Regions from separate parts of the Arachis hypogaea genome. Here region 2 is linked to region 1. The links are chromatin contacts, called in public Hi-C maps. All regions are on one chromosome and are shown on one strand. The core of a region is the stretch at or near the end of the contact, and the rest is flanking DNA. Distances in the headings are between cores, read along the strand shown.

Region 1 (3,102 bases), core at 417-2,916:
AAACACAATATATGTTTTCAACGTCTTTTGTTCAAATTGGGACATAAATTTTAGGCATAAAATACCTTTTTCCCCCCCCAATTTTATCAATTTTTTCTTTTTATATTTCCAATCCTATTATATTTTTCTTCTTTTGTAAAATAATTATATTTGAAAGATGATAAAAATAGTTCAAATAATTTAAAATTATTTTATTTAATATTCAATAATTATTCTAGAATAATTATATAATATTATAGATATAATAAGTATATAATTATATATATTATATGTTTAAACTTATAGAAATTAAATTAAATAAAATAACTTTAGTTATTGTGTTTTAAACAATACCGTAATTTAAAAAAATTTGAAAGAATTTATTTCTTTTATGATCCTAATAATGTCTAGCTAATGAAAGTATAATTACATATATGTTACCATCGCAAATATAGTACAATGAATATATTTACATTCTTAGATACTTCTTATTTTTTATATTAAAAATAAGAAGCGAAAAAATAAAAACTTTGCCTTTTAAATTATAAAACAAAAACAATATACAAAAGACATGTAAAAAAAAGGGTAAATTTCATTTTCTATATAGCAATAATAGTGGAACACACAAATTAGAAGAACTCGACAACAAATTTCACGTAATAAAATGAATGAATGAAATTAAATAGAATACAACTCGATGAGAAAATCAAAGTAATACGTGTAAAAAAAGGATTTCTATTGGTATTTTAAGTATATACTTATATTTATTTATGCTATATATATGTATATAATTGCAAATTCAAATACTCAGGAGTCAAGGCTTATATTTATATTTCTAAGGGTTATCCGGCTTCGGCATCACGATCTTGAAAGAAATTACTACTTCTGCACCTTGTAACACTAAAAGTTGCCGCCGGCGGTTTACCATTCGAAATCAAAGGAACCCTGAGCCGGCGACACTGAACAACCGGCGGATTGAATCGGCTGCTCTTGAACCTTCCAAACTTAGCCCTTATTCTAACATCCAAATCGACGGCCAAGTCATTGAAAATGCCCACACTCCTCTCCATGTTGTACTCAGCAATTTGCTTTGGCCCGAGTCGAATCGAGCTTTGTCCTTCGAACACGGCTTCTTGAAGGAGGGTCGTGTTCTTGTGACCTTGATCAAATGGCGCCAAGTTGACGGCAGCGAAATTCCTGTCTTTGTACCACGCGTATGCGGTGATCCTCCTATAGTACACCACCACGTTGTTGTTAGGGTTTCTTGCTGTGATGTTGACTTTGAATTTGTAGTTCAATGTGGTGTTGTTGTTGGTGAGATTGAATTGAGTGAGGGAAGCATTGGTTACTTGGAATTTGACACTTGATGGAGATATGATTATCCAAAATAGGAATATGGATAGAATGAAGCACAGGAATAAGGTGTAGAGTGTGACGAAGATGCAGCAAAAACTGCACCTGAATGATCTCAAACACATGTTGATGATGGTGATTTGTGATAGCTAATAACAATGTTGATAATTAATGATGAATCTGGTGTAATATTTTAGTGGATATATATTTGTAGAGGGTACCTCCTTTGCTTATGATTGTATGTGTTTAATATGGTGTGTAATTTCTTGAGATTTTTCTAGGAGATTTCCTCGTAATAATGTTACAAAGCATATAGAAGAAACGTTGACTTTTTATAACCGAGTAAGGAGCTCTTATTTTCAATGGGTTTGTGCATCAAGAAAGCTCTGCTCAAAGTGGAACAATAATATGAATCGGTAGACTTAGTCATAATTAAATATTCATATATAATTAGTATAAATAGATATTGATCAGTTCACTTAGTCATATTAATTAATTTGGGTTGGTCATGTGATTAGTTCAGTTATTTACTTAAATAAGTGTCAGGAATTTAAATTTTATCTTATGCATGCATTAGTATGTACAAATTATTAAGATTAAGAGAAAGTTTAAGAGTCCACACTTTTCTTTATTAAAATTTGACCAGCACAAAAAAAGTGAGTAATTACACATCATTAAATATAATTTTATATTATTAAAAATACTAATAATAACTAATTAATAATTATAAATTACAAAACTGACTAACCTCCTAGCACTCTTTAATTATTAATTTAGGGGATCATTGCCCCCATTTTCATTAACATAACTCCGCCACTGCCAGAGAAAGACTTTTAAATGAAGTTCGACTGCGATAAAATAATCTTTGGCATGTTAAAATATATAATACCATAAACAAAAAAAAGCAATATGTCTATTGATTTATTTTGTATGAATTAGATATTTACAATTATTTTAAAAAATCTTGAATTTAAATGCCAAATAAATTTTTTATTTATAAATTATATACAAAGGGTATTTTAGAAAATAACTAAATCAGTTTGATATCTCTATTATATATATATAATAGATTCTAAAACAATAAAATTAAATAAATATGTAAATATAATTTATCTAAAGCTTCTAAATACTATATATAATAATTAAATAATCAAAATAAAGCTCCCATGTTGGCTTGATGGAGGAATCATGGGATTAAGCAAGGCTATTTGTTTGATCCTCCCCCAATTCAGTTTTGAAATTTAGTAATTTGGGATAAAATAGTATTCACTAGCTTATGCCACTATTATCCCATGAATCTGATGAACAAATTCAGAAACGTACATTGAATTTGTGAGGGAATATACTATATATATATATATGAGTTAGTTTGTTAATCTTTTGCTATTTTGTAATAAAACACTGAAAGAATAAAAAAAATAAATATAAAAAATATTGTATTTTGTGTTTTTTTTATTAAAAAATTATAAAAATAAATTTAAATATATATTTATTATTGTCTATGAAAGATAAAAAACAAATAAGGATATGATAATAGTAAATAAAATAATAAAAGCTAAAATTATGACTAAATTTATGTATTTTATTGGGTTGAATTTATAAACTCGTGTGAAACTTCTTTGTTATTATTATAGGCTAATATGAAAAAGTGGTTTAATACGTCCCTGTAAGTTGGAAGATGAAAAATATCAAAAATACCGAATTTATGAGATTAAGATGAAAAGATTGAAGAAACAAAGATTCGGTGAAGATGTCAGCTAGCTATCCAGA
Region 2 (2,921 bases), core at 355-2,854, 66 kb before region 1:
ATTAGGGTTTAGGAATATGTTACAACCTCTGTCCTTTTTCATGATTATAAGTTGATTTTCCAGCAATAGTTATATTCTGCTAATCATTATCTATTACAACCGATGGACATTAGGATAAATTAAAAGGAGTGGAAGAGAAGTTAAGGGAATTATTCAAAGCCCCAACAGAACCGGTACTGTGTCTCATTGATTTTAATATAAGCAGTTTTACCAACTCAAGTTATTCATGCTCATGACATGATCATTTCATCATTCTTTTTACAAACATTGTAATTTCATTTGAAAAAAAAAAGCTACTAGTGACTTCATAATTTTTATAGTTATGATTTAATTGAAGTTTGTCAAATAATTAAAAATAAACTCTAACATAAAATTTAATAATTTATCAAGGTATAGCACAAATACTCTCCAAGATATTTGTTTAATATTATTATTTATTCTTGATATATTAACTCTATAATTTTTTTTAAAGCCATCCAATCACATTTTTATTCGTTCTATCTTTTTCACTTTTGAATTTTAAAAAGTGTTTTAATTGTACGCTTATTAATTAGATACGCAAATATCCCTAATCTATTCAGAATTAATAAATAATGACCCGGTGTAAAAGGAGAATTTGTCAAATGAACAAACACGTAAAAAAGATACTATTTCAAATCATCCTAACTATGACACTTTATGATGAGAAAGAACTGTATAATATTTCAATCGACTATGTTATATGTACACTAAAATCAGTCTATAATAAATATATTAAAATATAAATACATAATTAAAATAAATTAAATTATATATTTATATACAAATAAATTAAAGTATTTTAGTATTTCAACCAACGTAAATCAATAGTAACTAAGTGTATGTAAGGATTTAAAGAACTTTATTTTCTTTCCTTTTTTTTACCCTCTCTAGCTTTTGCTTCTTTCTCTGGATTCAAGCTTCCCGCACGGAAATACGTAACACATGTTGATCGAATCACGTTGCATTTAATAACAAACAATGGATTCATTATTGAGCATGCATTAGTCCAAATGATCTAGATTTTCATTTGCTAGTCAACATTTTATCTATATGTTGATTTGGATGCTTATTAAAAAAATACGAAAATATAATGGGTTGAAAAGTATAATTACTTTCCCACAATTCAACAAAAATTAAATTAGCGCCTTTGTTTTACTGTGACTTTTGGTATCGACTTGATACACAATAAAGAAAATAAGAAATAATTTGGAAACAACAACTTTTTTTTGGTCCGGTGAAATCAACTCTTTTGGACTGATATTCAGCTTCGGTCTTCACCTTTTCTGTTTCTGGTAATGACCTCTTTTATTTTTTGGTAATTGAGGGGGCGCTAATGACCTCTTTTATCTTTACACTCTAGCTTTTTATTTCGTTCTTTTTTTTTTTTGGTCTGGATATATCATCTCTCTTGTGTTCGGAACAAATATGTGAACTTTTTTGTTATTAATTAACTGATATTGGTTGAAAATAAATTGTTATTTAGTTGGACAAAAAGAATATGGAAAATGACCGAAAAGAGGAACTATAATATGGGTATATGTAGTTGGGTCTTATGCTCTGAAGTTTCTGGGTAAATTGCTATCGTCTTGTTTGGAATAATTTTTTGGGCAAACTTTTTGTTCTAACTTTTTGGTACATTCTGTAATATGATTCCATTTAAGAAATCAAATGGTAGTTTGGCAAAGGAAATACCGAAATAGAATAAAGAAGTGCTATGTCCATTTTTTTTTTCCAAAAAGTCCAAAATGGTAAAAAAAACAATATCAAACTCCCACAGTCCCACTCCCACCGCCCATCAACAGAACAAAAACGAAAACAAAGGGACGAATTGAAATAAGATGGTTCTCGGGTACATTGGATGGCGGATGTTAAGAAACAAAGAATATAGGTTCCATTTGGATATTGTTTCGGGACGAAAATATAGAGACCGTGAGATGGAGACAAAAATATGGAGACAAAAACATACAAAACATGTCTTTATACCTTGTTTAGTAAAGCTCGTATTAATTTCAAGTTGTTCTTTACACCAAGTCTCTGAACAAGATCACTGAAGGGAAAAAAGTTCTAATATTATTAAAGGATTTATATCAAGCTAATAGGGTTACCTAAGTGCTCTGCTAGGATTTAGTGGAGTAATCCTAATTTCAGTTATTCTTCATCAAGTGTTAATAAAGCGATCAAGTGTCAACAGAATAATCATGGCAATGCAAATGGCTACACCAGTAGAACACCATAGAACGAAAATAGTAGAAGAAGAAATAGTGGACAGTTTTGAAGAGAATGACATTCAAGATAGTCGAGAAAGGTGCGCAAGGAGCCTAATAGAAAGATTGTTTGGAGATCAACAGTTTTCATCTGATATAATGGAGGCAGTGATACACTCATTATAAAGACAAATTGATGGATTTAAAGTGATTGATCATGGAGGAAACATTTTCAATTCTTCTGATGGATTTTCAATAACTACATCCTAAATCTAAAGAGATGGAAGGAAGCAGAATCGACTGAAGAAGTTGACTTTGCCCATGTGCCGATATGGATACAGATTTAGGGTCTCCCAGAACAGTTCAAAACAAAAGAATTGGGAGGAAGACAGGTAGCTCTTTCGATGAAGTACTACACGTGGATATTTTTAAATCCGTGAAAAAAAAAATAGCATAGTGAAAATTCAAGTGAACATGGATGTGACAAAACCACTTAGGAGATATATCAAACTAGCAGACCCTAACAATAAATTACTGGATGTAGCAATCAAATATGAAAGGATTGGCATCTTCTGTAATTATTGTGGTCATATTGGGAATGATGTACGGGATTGCAGCTTTTAGATTGAGAATTTCTTAAAAGGATAAGTTGAAGAAGAGGAATAGAGAGATTGGTTAAAAGCGGAGCAAGTAGGA

Evidence for each region. Hi-C and Micro-C count contacts between places; a contact is called where the count stands out from the background.
Region 2: a Hi-C map of leaf shows a contact between it and region 1, with 1.9 times the contacts expected there. The contact joins the enhancer-like site here to the promoter of LOC112802366 in region 1. A contact is called at or near these places in 4 of 8 Hi-C or Micro-C datasets (leaf and an unstated tissue).

What each region holds. Positions count from the first base shown.
Region 1 is chr5:102,731,352-102,734,453 of arahy.Tifrunner.gnm2.J5K5, reverse strand. LOC112802366 (NDR1/HIN1-like protein 10) reads right to left here and starts at 1,666. Exons shown (of 1, transcript XM_025845551.3): 1 at 556-1,666. The coding sequence starts at 1,457. The coding sequence ends at 822.
Region 2 is chr5:102,797,369-102,800,289 of arahy.Tifrunner.gnm2.J5K5, reverse strand. No RefSeq gene overlaps it. Among protein-coding and RNA genes, the nearest start is that of LOC112802371, 30 kb to the left of the region's middle. Within about 2 kb of position 1,604, at least 3 of the 3 cell types and tissues checked have open chromatin away from gene starts, as enhancers often do.